Linked DNA regions of Mus musculus: regions 1 and 2 are each linked to region 3. A link is a contact called in public HiChIP or PLAC-seq data. All regions are on one chromosome and are shown on one strand. The core of a region is the stretch at or near the end of the contact, and the rest is flanking DNA. Distances in the headings are between cores, read along the strand shown. Region 1 overlaps Atxn10 (ataxin 10). Region 2 overlaps Gramd4 (GRAM domain containing 4). Region 3 has its middle 34 kb from the start of Lncppara.

What was found. HiChIP or PLAC-seq counts read pairs in DNA pulled down with a chosen protein or histone mark.
Region 1: a CTCF HiChIP or PLAC-seq map of the NIH/3T3 cell line shows a contact between it and region 3, with 6 read pairs. The contact joins two enhancer-like sites. A contact is called at or near these places in 1 of 15 datasets of contacts at CTCF or cohesin (the NIH/3T3 cell line) and 3 of 115 datasets of contacts at active chromatin or transcription factors (embryonic stem cells and pancreatic cancer cells).
Region 2: an HNF4G HiChIP or PLAC-seq map of pancreatic cancer cells shows a contact between it and region 3. The contact joins two enhancer-like sites. A contact is called at or near these places in 1 of 15 datasets of contacts at CTCF or cohesin (the NIH/3T3 cell line), 1 of 484 Hi-C or Micro-C datasets (cortical neurons), 4 of 115 datasets of contacts at active chromatin or transcription factors (forebrain, large pre-B cells, pancreatic cancer cells and 1 more) and 1 of 9 other capture datasets (embryonic stem cells).

The regions. Positions count from the first base shown.
Region 1 is chr15:85,357,126-85,361,005 of GRCm38.p6, reverse strand. It overlaps Atxn10 (ataxin 10), which reads right to left. Exons shown (of 12, transcript NM_016843.4): 2 at 1,361-1,552. Among named protein-coding and RNA genes, the nearest start is that of Gm23517, 7.8 kb to the right of the region's middle. Within about 2 kb of position 2,060, at least 38 of the 459 cell types and tissues checked have an H3K27ac peak or open chromatin away from gene starts, as enhancers often do. A contact at or near this core is called in the NIH/3T3 cell line, where this site is marked.
Region 2 is chr15:86,078,339-86,081,940 of GRCm38.p6, reverse strand. The region is part of intron 1 of Gramd4 (GRAM domain containing 4); the gene reads right to left. Among named protein-coding and RNA genes, the nearest start is that of Gm15722, 11 kb to the left of the region's middle. Within about 2 kb of position 1,855, at least 67 of the 459 cell types and tissues checked have an H3K27ac peak or open chromatin away from gene starts, as enhancers often do. A contact at or near this core is called in the NIH/3T3 cell line and pancreatic cancer cells, where this site is marked.
Region 3 is chr15:85,667,448-85,671,478 of GRCm38.p6, reverse strand. No RefSeq gene overlaps it. Among named protein-coding and RNA genes, the nearest start is that of Lncppara, 34 kb to the left of the region's middle. Within about 2 kb of position 1,713, at least 243 of the 459 cell types and tissues checked have an H3K27ac peak or open chromatin away from gene starts, as enhancers often do. A contact at or near this core is called in the NIH/3T3 cell line and pancreatic cancer cells, where this site is marked.

The DNA of each region.
Region 1 (3,880 bases), core at 811-3,310, 310 kb after region 3:
GGCATCCTGGCCCATGTTTTCAGAACAAAGTTATGTTTTCAAATCCTGGTATCAGGGCTAGAGAGATGGTTCAGCAGTTAAGAGCACTTGCTGCTCTTCCAGAGGATGGAAGTTCACTCATTTCTACCCAGCTACAGCTACAGCTACAGCTACAGCTACAGCTACAGCTACAGCTACAGCTACAGCTACAGCTACAGAAGATCCCACACCCTATCTGCACTTCATTGTTTCCCCATAATACACATGTGACAATCACATAGACACATAAATAAAAATAAATCTTTAAAGAGGTTTTTAAAATTAATTAGCTAAAAAGCAAAATAATAACTATTAGTTATGGTTATTTCTATCCATTTCCTGCAAAGAGATGGCAGGTATGTCTCAGCACTGATATTAAAACAACTCCAACTTTTTTTCTTCCTTCCCTTTCATCTTAAAAATCTCATTAATCATATTAAAGCCTCAGGTATAAGACTGTCTAAGTAGCCAAGGGAATCAAATGTCTTCTGGACCAGCTCAACGTCACCCATGACAGCAGTGATGGAGCGGCCTTGAGGCCCTTTCTACATGCAAATCCAGGAAAGAAAGGTGAGCGTTCTGCTTGTAGCTTCTGACTTCATTTCAAATAAAATACTCTAAAATAAAATTTTAATAAGAAGTCTGTTTCATAAAAGCAAGAGGAAAAGCCAGGCATGGTAGTGTACGCCTTTAATCCCAGCACTTGGGAAGCAGAAGCCAGGGGATTTCTGAGTTCAAGGCCAGCCTGGTCTGTAGAGCGAGTTTCAGGGCAGCCAGGGCTACTCAGAGAAACCCTGTCGTGTAGGGGGAGGGCACTGCATAAGAGGAGAGAAGCTCAGCTCTGGGTTTGAGAGCTGTACAAAGGAAAGAGCGGTAGAGAGCACCCTCTGCTCTGAACTTAGCACTCCTCAGAAACATACACAGCTTAAGATGAAGGGGAAGTACTCAAAGCTTTAGAGTCTTAATACAGATAACCTCAGAAAATTATGAAATATTCTTGCTTAATTTAAACACAGGGTCAATGAAACATTTGCAAGGGGGTCAAACATTAAAAGGGGGTCGAGAACTGCATGTGAACTTGGACTGGCAGAACCTAGAAATATGGAACCAATGCCAAACTCAAATCACTCTTACATGAAGAATCAAATACCTCAAAACAAGTTACAAATTATGAGCAGGAAAGCTGAATAATCCCTCTTGTTAAACAAGAGAATACAAGAAATAGGGGTGTTTCCCTGTAGAGGTAAAGGACAGTTTTGTAAGAAAAAAAAAATGTGCAGCACTATAAAGCAAAAACATTAAGCAACATACAAGAACCACTCAGAAGAGCGTGTGTCACTACCTGATGGAATTCTGATTCACAGAACACTCTATACAAGCATTCCGAAGACATCTGAAGCATTCAGTGATTAGCTGCAGACTGGAAGCCAGATGTTCCACTTGGGAGGGATCCCTGCAGGCCAGCTCAACAGCATGAGTAGACTTCTTTAAGATATCCAGGACTCTCTGGAAGATCGTTCTGGGTGCTGTTTCCCTGGAAGAAGATAAGGTTGTTAGAAACTAGAAACTAGGGAGGAAGAGAGAGGAAGGGAGGGAGAGAAAGAAAGAGAGACTTCCAAATGTCCCAGCCCCAAAACTACCTACTCCAGAGTCAGGGGAAGCTGGATTGGTCTGTTCCACCTCCTTCATTATGAAACAGAAGTTATGGGCTGCAGTGTAGGCTGGGTACCTACTATGTGTGGGGCTGCTGTTAGTCCTTACATGTGTTCTCTCACTCTGCCTTTGAAATAATCTTACGATCAACACTATCCTCTCTCTCCATTTTACAGACAATGTAAGGGAAGGAGTTGCTTGCCCACATCACTTGGCCAATAAATGCCACAGTCACAATTCCAACTAAAGTTCCCTGATTCCAGTACTTGCATCCCCAGGACAACCCAAATCCATCCCAGAAGAATTAACTCTTGCTTATGGATCTGCCACTACCCAATATGGACATTGCACTCAGTTATGGAAAACAACATTCTGGAAGGACTGAGATGACAAGTGAGCGTGTCATCCACTCCATAGCAAGAGCTACAGCAAACTTTACACACGAGAGGGAGAGCCACAGGAAGCAGAAAGGGATGTGGGGTGCCGGCTCACCTATGAAAATGAGTGCCAGAGAGATGACCTACAGCTGCACTCTCAGGCACTCAGTCTTCACAAGTCTCTATCGTGCCACAGTATAGCCTACTATCATTCTATAGTTTTGGAGATGACAATTTTTTGGTGCAATTTGGTACTGAAATGAAAGCTAATTTCCTCATCCTAAGATTCCCTAAAGAAACACCAATCTGCTTTTAAAGATAGAAGGAAAAAGGGCTGGAGGGATGGCTCAGCAGTTAAGAGCACTGACTGCTCTTCCAGAGGTCCTGAGTTCAATTCCCAGCAACCACATGGTGGCTCACAACCATCTATAATGGGATCTAATGCCCTTTTCTGTGTGAAGACAGCTACAGTGTACTCATATACATAAAATAGATAAATAATTCTTTTTAAAAAAATAGAAGAAAACTGGACACCCTTACAGACAGTCTTGACCATCTGAGTGTTCTCCATTCTCAATGTAGAATCACAGGAGTAAACCAGAACACAGAAACTCCAAACTAGGAACGACCACGGGGTACCTAGACATCAATCACCAAACACACAGCACAGATGTTGCCTCCCTTTACAGGACCAGGGCATGATTTTTTTTCTATGAACTTCAGCACCCTGGTTTCTTGTGTACTTTGTGGAATCTTTCAGTCTTGCAGAGACAAACATCCCATGCTTTTTTATGCCTGGGCCTTGGACAAATCCAGAGGTAGTTGTATAGCTCATACTTTACAACAGTGGGAATCCCACATGGTCTGGATTTTCTCTTCTCTCCAGTTTCCTCACTTACCTCTCAGACCACACTAGGGAACCACACCCAGGGCCTCCCACATGTTAAGCAACTGACCTACGCAACTCTACCCTCTTCCCTTGTCTATTTTTTTAAGGTATCTGAAATTTGTTTCAGGAAGAAGGCAGGGTACTGATTAATTAATTAATTTAAAACTGAGAAGCAGCTGGGCAGTAGTGGTACACATTTTTTTATCCAAGCACTTAGGAGACAGAAGCAGGAGGATCTCTATGACTTTGAGGGCAGTATGGTCTACAGATCAAGTTCCAGGACAGCCAAGACTACACAGAGAAACCCTTTCTGCAGAAGGCGGCGGAGCAGGACTGAAAAACACAAAAATGTCTGTGCTCCACCCTACCGCACCAGTCAAGACTGTTTCCAAATAGGTCATAAAACTTTGACCCAATGTTTCAGTGACTTAGTGAGGAAACAAAAATGTGAAATACACCTTCCTCAGCAACTGTATCAAACAATTACATATGTAAGACACTTTTGTTGACAGAGAGAGAGAGAGAGAGAGAGAGAGAGAGAGAGAGGGAGGGAAGGAGAGAAGGAGGGAAGGAGGGAAGGAGGGAAGGAGGGAAGGAGGGAAGGAGGGAGGGAAGGAAGGAAGGAAGGAAGGAAGGAAGGAAGGAAGGAAGGAAGGAAGGAAGGAAGGAAGGAAGGACATTTACTTACACTCTCATTAAGGTTTACTAAACATACTGGAAAAACTACCCAAGAGTTTGAAACACAGTGAAGAGTGCAGACACCGCTGCCTACATCAACCGTCTTCCCTTGAACACTAAGCCATTCCTTGATCTCTTACCCCTCATTTTACTAGAAACTGACATCTGAAGCAGCACGAGCTTTGGAGCAAAACTACAGCTACAGACGAAAGAAGACAGTTACTCTTGAGAATAATGCTGTTTTTATAGTGTGCAGACCATAGAA
Region 2 (3,602 bases), core at 606-3,105, 410 kb before region 3:
AGACTCCAGGTCTCATTCCCAGACCCCTGCATAGGCTCTTCCATGTCCCCAGGGCACCACTAACAGGGAAACTGGACCCAGTGGCTTCACAGCATGGAACTCCCCGGGTATGTGATGAATCTGAAGCACTCCCTCCTACAGGGTGGAGGGAGGTCCCTGAAGCTACTCAAACTTACTCACAGAGGTCAAAAGTCAAAAGGCTTCACACGCGAGGCCCAGAAAAGCAACCCTTTCGGAGGAGTGGAGACTTTTCCAGCTGGCCGAGCTGTCTGTGCCGCGCAGGGAGCTCCCAGCGCGGTAGCTTTTGTTCTGAGTCATCACCATGGCTGAGGTGGGCTTTTCAGTGATGTAGATGGCTTTGAGCCTTCTGTAAGGACCCCCCCCCCCCAGTAGATTCACTGGTTCGCTACGCTACGCTAGACCTGTGTGCAATCATTTCTCTGGTTTACTATCCGGGCACTATCGGGGATGGATAGACGTTTGTCCGTGTCTCTTCATATACAACCAAACACAAAAGCTAGCACTGGGTGAGGGTGAGGGACAAGCCAGGTGGGAGTCCCTAATTAACCCTGACTCTGGCTTTAAACAGCTTCCCAGCTGAAGAGCCCATGAGCTACCAAACCAGGTTCCTTCCTTCCAGTCACTTCCAGTTTTCTTAGCTTGGCTCAGCTGATATCAGAGGCCATGCCTGAGACTCTCACGCTGATCGGGCAAGCCCTGAATATGTTCCGACCGGCATTGCCAGCACAGCACTGCTATCAAATATTTTATATCTAAACCAGTACTCACCAGGGAGATGGTTCCTGCCAGCCTGGCAGCCCTCAACCCCTGGGCACCCCTCACTTGTAGCCACTGCTTTAAAACTCAGTCTCAGCCAGGTGGGCGGTGGCTCACGCCTTTAATCCTAGCGCTCAGGAGGCAGAGGGATGTGAATCTCTGAGTTCGAGGCCAGCCTCTGCTACAGAGTGAGTTGCGGGACAGTCGGGGTTTACACAAAGAAACCCTGTCTCAAAACAATAATAACAAAAACTAAACTAAACCAAACCAAAAAACTCTCAAGTCCCATGGACAGGAGAAAAATTTTAAAGCAAGTTGCAAAGCCCTCTGGGTACAACTGAAGCCTACAACACAGGTAATCTGAAAGCCGCATGCTGCAATCAGAGCTGTCTTAAGGCACAGTCTTCAGGGTAGCCCACAGGCAAAGTGGTAGGAAGACAAGTGTTCCTGGGAGTGCTACAGTCTGAGAGGACTTCAAGGGAGGCTCCAGCCAGTCAGTAAAGATAAAGTGTGTGAGTGTGCCACTGCTTGGGGACATTAAAGATCCTACTAGGTGTTCTGGGTGCACCTACTATGTGCCAGGCATGCTGCTTTTTTTTTTTTTTTTTTTTTAATCATCCTTGTTTGAGACAAGATCTCATGCTGGAGCCAAGGCTGGCTTGTAATTCACTATGTACCCAGGTTAGCTCCAAACTAGCAGCCATTCTCCTGCAGCAGCCTCCAGAGTGCCAGGATTGTAGACATGAGTTTTAGGTACACTTGATTTTGGGGCTGAGGTCCAGACAAGTAGAGGGTGATATTGCTGGAGCTGTGAATGCTAGACTCAGGAGGGAGAAGAGTGTCCCTAGCCTGAGGGACAGACAGTGACAGCCCAGGACGACAACTCCACTGAGGTTAAAAAAAAAAGTCAGCTGGTGGATATGCAGGGAAGGCAGTGTGGCCAGTGTCCTCTCAACAGAAAAAAACAGAGAGGAAATGGCAGGGAAATCTTATTAAGAATCATCTCATTTCAAGCACAGTATGGGGTGCCAAGTGACCTGTGACTCAGAGAGGTGACAAGGCGGTGGTCAAGACTCAGGAAATGAGCACAGGTCGTGGAGATGGAAACCAGCAGGCAGCTCTGGGTTCATCTGGGAGGCTCTGCCCAATTGCATGGGGCAGCAGAGGTAGCAGGAACTGGCCACAGGTAATTAGCCCCTCCAGCCTTCAACGATGCCAGCCATGCTCCCCTGAGGATAAGCGACCTGCTTGGCACTTCCCAGGCCACACCTCAGTGAAGCCCATGGACAGCAGCTGGGTTCCAGGCTCCTCATCTCTGTCTCTAGGCGTGACACACACTAAGAAAAAAACCCTGGAACTTTCTACGCTGACTACAGAGGCCTTCCTTTCTTAAGAGATGAAGAAACAGGAATCAGGGAGGAAAGATACGGCCATCACATGGTAGAAGATGGAATCTGGTCTTGCTGCTCTAGTCCTCTTCTGGGGCCCCTGCCAGGATGTGAGCCCGGGAATGAGGCAGGGTGAGTGGAGGAACTGAGGGGCCTGTTTCCAGGCAGTTGTGCTGCTGGTGGTGGTGGCAGTGTGTGTGCATTCGTGTGTGTGTGTGTGTGTGTGTGTGTGTGTGCATGTGCATGTGCACAGACACAACCACAGGGGATCATGGAGAACAGCAGGAAGACAGTCCCTCTAAGATTGAAAAGACCCAGTGACCCAGCGAGCTGACCTCTGAATCCACGTACAAGAGAATGGAATCAGCAGTCGGGGCTGAGGTGTCCACAAACCTCTGCTCAAAGCACCTACGGAAGCACACCTGGCCATCCTTGGGCTGTCCCGTCACAGCGGACCCTGTGGAGAGCTACAGCGATGCAGGTGCCCCTCTTCTCCGTCCTCCTTCTCGTAATTTTTCTAAGTGAGCATGTGCTGTGGGTGCTGGCTGACGTGGAGTGGGGTTGTCATGGACATTATTCAGTAAGTTAATAAATATCTTTAAAGTCTTTTTGCTTTAACTTCTGGTACGAGAGGCAGCCATCGACACAACCCACATAAACACAGCCTGGAATGTCTTCAGCCCCCGAAGGCTGTGAGGGAACCAAGATGGAGGTGGGGACGAAGCAGGAAGGAGTGGGAGGCGGTAGTGGGAGGCGGTAGGGGCGGAAGGCAGACTCGGAGGCCTCCCGGATAGACACCAGGCAACCAGTGGACAGCCTGCCCGTGACCTCTGACCTGCCACTAGGTCTTGGAGGACCGAAGCAGGTCCTACAGGGAGCTATATCTAGGCATAATCTGGAAGAGGAGCCGGGTCAAGAGAGTCTCACTTTAAAGAGAAGGTCAGAGGAGACCCAGAACACCACATGTCACAGAGCCAGCGAGAGTGCCCATCTCCTTTCTGGTCACAGTCAGAAACAGCCTTGATTCATTTCTAAGTTAGTAGGACATCGGGACCTCTAGTCCGCCTCACTAACCTAGCAAGGACCCGAAGGTCAGAGTTGAGGCTGGTGGGTGGCTCCTTATATAAATGTCACAGTAAATGTACTGTCAAGAAGGACACAGCCCAGGATGGCTCGGCAAGTGGTCTCTGTCCACAACACCCACTGACAGGCAGAGTCTGGGAGAAGCTGGTACCCAGGGGCGAGGCAAGGAAAAGGTAGGTGGGTGTTAGCCTAGAGGCCAGCAGGTGGCTTGGGCAAAACCAGATGATGCCAGTGTAGAAACTGAGGGGGTGGAGAGTGTCAGGGGCAGGGTTCCTCCCTGCCCTGACCAGAGGTCACTGTGCATAAGGGCTGCTGGGAAGGCGAGACATAGTTGGGACATCTCAGAGTTCCTCA
Region 3 (4,031 bases), core at 464-2,963:
CCGCGCGCCCGGTGCATGCTAATGGCCGGCGGGCGCGCCATGAATTATTCAGCAGCGGCGCGGAGAGGACGAGCGCGGCTCGGAGGGCGGCCTGGGCCGCGCGTCCCCCGCCGCTGCAGAGCGGCCGCACCGACTTCCCAAACTTTCCCCGGCCCGCACCGAGGATGCGGCCCCCGCGGCGCCGCGGTCCCCGCCCGAGCGCGCTGGCCGCGCTTCCCCCGTTGCCGCCTATTTTATGTCTTTTGTCTCGGAGTTGGCACCTGTCCCAGAGAGCGCGTTTCCCTGCCCACCCCTTCGCCGCCGGATCGGGGCGGGGGAGGGGGCACGGGGGACCGGGGAGGAGGGGACGAGGGAAGCGAGGCGCCCGCGCGCCCTGCGTCCTGGGGAGACCGCCCGGGGGCGGTGGCGGCGGCCGTGCCCGAGCACCCGGGCACCCCTGCTCCGCGGGGAGGTCAGGGTTGCGAACGCGCCCGGAATACCAACGAGGCCGCTGTGCCCGCTGCGGGCCCGTGCGTCCGGGCGCCGCCCCTCCCGGGCGGCCCCCACCCAGACGGGCGCGCTTGGGCTGGGAGGGCGGCGGGAGCTGCGGATTCGCCGCCCCGGCCCCGCGCCTGGCCCCGCAGCTCCGCGTGCGCGCCCCCGCAGGCACGCCGCCCCGGGCGCTCCCCGCTTGCGCGCGCCCGCCCCGCGGCCCCGCCCGTCGCCTTCGCGCGCCCACCCCACTGGGCACCGCACCGCGGAGACCCACCGGTAGAGCCCCGGGGCCAACGCAGCGGGGAGGGCTGAGCAGGAGCGCGTCCCCTGCCCGCGCTGCCCGCGCCACCCGCGCCGCCTTGGCACGGAGGCGGCTGCCCGGGCGCGCTCCGCGGCTGCGCTCCAAGGCTCTGGCTGCCATGATTGCGGGCAGTACCGGGACGCGCGTGCACGCTCGGGGCCGATTGGGACCCTCGGTCTACAGGATCCCCCTCTGCCCGCCCGCAGCCTGGTACGCGCAGAGGACAGCCGCCAGGGTCACGGAGCTCTAGATAGCGTACTGAGACAACGTTGTGGGCCCGATAGTGGCAGTGGCTTCCCGCAGGAAGGGCGCGCGCATGGGCGACCCAGCCAGTCCAACGGAGCAAGGGGCGCGGTGCCCAGCGGGGTACGGCAGGGAGAGCACACAACCTCTCGAATGGGTATGGGAAGTAATGCACAGAACTGAGCATGCAAAGGGGCCGTGCAAGGTGCCTGGGAAGGCATGGGATTCGCGGAGGCATGTTGCCCAGAGCTGGTGCCCACCTCCAGGCTCGCTCCTTTCCCGCTGGAAACAACTTCCTGCTATTAGGACTGGGGCACGGGAGCTGCGAGGGTAGTTCAAGGCCATGGCTTTGCTCTCAGCCCTTCAGCGACACTGCTGGCTCCAGGCCACCCCGGGCCCCTAAAAGGGGGAATGGGACGGCTGGGCTCCAGGACCTGGTTATTGGTTAGAATGCCAAGGAGGCCGCAGCGTCTTTCAGATCGCTTCACTGGCGCGCACAAGCGTTTTCCAAACACAGGCCAGCCTGGGCCTCAGGCTCTCAGAGACACATGTGAACACAGGGTCCCTAGACTTGGATTCCCTCCTCCTGTCCAGACATGCTCTGGATCACAGCCACTTGGACCTGGCTGGTTCTGGAGGTGTATGATAGCCCGTTGACGACCAGGGCCAGAGAGAACAAGGCCTCCAGGGCCCATCCCACAATCTCTGTGCCTGTCTCCCCCCTCCTCCTCCCCACTGGCCTTGGCATTCTAACCAGTGTCCTTTGACGTCATATCTCGCCATTTCTGTCAACCAATTGAAACTTGCTCGTTGTAATAAAAAATATAATTTTTTTATGCCATTGGTAAATTCAAAAGTTCCTCGTGTGTCCCGCTTCCCAGGAAACTTCATTCCACGTTGTATTGGACTGCCACGAGGGAGAACCTGAACATACTAGATAAAGGTAGCCTGGGCTTGCTGGCTCCGTCAGGGCCTTTAACTACTAGAAACCTGTTAAAGTCTAAGTACTGTAGACCACCATGACCCTGGCCTGTACAACAGCCACACCACTTCAGTGCAGGCAACCCCAGAACATACAGTTTAGGGGGAGGGGGAAAAAATCCAGGACACATCCTGCCCTGATCAACTTTCATTTTCTACAACTGCCAGTAGCTGAAGACAGTCACATCTAGTGAGCTTCATTCTTTTCTGTGGAAGAGTGTATTGTGGACCCAGGTCCTAGGGCTAGAGTCTCAGGGGCAGAAGGGCAGGGGCTCTTCAGTGTTATACCAGAGTGGCTCTGCCGAGTCTTCGCCACAGGGCTGGTGAAACCTATCTTTTCTGGCACTGTATGGTCCTTTACAATTCTCCTTACTGTGAGAGTTCCCAGCCTCGATCAGGAAGTGTGGCAAAGGGTGATCCTGTGCTAGGCAGTCTCCTGATACCACACAGATCCCTAGCAAGTCTCTTCTGCTGTAGCCACAGTAGGGGCTGGGGGGTGGGGTGGGGAGGGGGTAACCTCAACCGTGAGGCCAGAAAACACTAAAGAAGTCTTGTGGTCTAGTGAGGCCCTAGAAGAACAGAAGCTCTAGGACTGAGCTTAACTGCAGAGATACTGGTATTCCAAGCACCAGGCCCTTCTAAACGCCAAATCTGGTTTTCCCAAAATAATGAGCAAGCTCAGGAATGACCAAATGGGGATTCTAAACACAAATATATGGTGCTTATTCTCCCACAAAACTGCTCTCAAGTGCAAAGTCTAAAACGGTTGCATACCTTTGAGATATGCTCGTGAGGGGAAAAAAATAAAAGCTGCATCCAGACACTGCACTATAATAATCAATTTCTAATCACCCTTCCTAAACACCATAAATATTATAGGTAATGTGATATATGTTTTGTGATTAAATGACGGATTAAAACATTGAATTTTTTTAAAGGCAACAAATAAAAAGAGATTTATCTTCCTTTATGCCGCTTACAAGTTTTGTCCCCCACTGGTACAAATAGACTTGACAAGTGTATCATTACTGAGCTCCACGACTAAATGCCAGGATATTAGCTTTGTAATTTTCACCTGAAATCATTGTGTAATCACGCGGGGGTGCTAACCTTTTTATTAGCTGACTCCCCCCTTACTTTCACATGGTAATAAATTAATTTAATGTCTTCTCCCCCCCCACCCCTCCCCCTTCCCAATTTTTATTTGGTAACACAAGAAATTGGGTGAGTCAGAGCAATATTCAGGAACACATACATTTTAAAATTCTACCTGTACTTGGCAAGGGTTTGTATGTAATTTGGTTGCAAATTCAGAAATCAAATTCTGCCTAATTTAGGGGAAAATAATGGCCTTCAGGTAATTCGATTGGGCTTTATACAGTTTGGTTGGCTAGCTTTTTTTTTTTTTTTTGTCTACTTGGTATCATAGTAGTCAAAGGAAAAAAAATCAAACTGTGCTCAATTGATCTAAAGGAAATTTTTGATCTGACACCTGGAAATTTTAAACTATTGATGAGCATTCTGCCAGGCAAGTCTGTGGTAAAAATCCCTTAGCTATCCCCCTGGGCCACGGCCATGCCTGGGGAAAGATGTCTGAAAATGAGTCCCAAGAAGCCTGTCCCTGGACCAGGGTGTTTATAATATTGGCCTTATATAGTTTTTTTTTTTTCCTGATTTCTCCCAAGATCTGCCTGATGGGAATTTAGCCAGCAACTTCCTTCCATGTCCTTCCTTGAGCCGTGGCTTTCTCTGTTCGGCCCCTGGCCCACAGTCCAGCCTCAGAAAGCCTCGGGGATCCACTTTCGATTTGCCTCTTTCCACAAAGGCACGTTTAATGGCGTTAAATCTTCAGTACCCAGGACATTATGAAGACTTAGTAAACAGATGCACTTAATCTAGTTAAAACAAGCAGGATGATCGTGGGGGTGGGGAGAATTCAGGTTTTCACTCGTTCGACTTGCATGTCCAAGAATAATGGTGTTTTAGAAAGCTGGCCGGGAACCCTGGCAGCTCGAGCCTGCAGCCGCTCCTG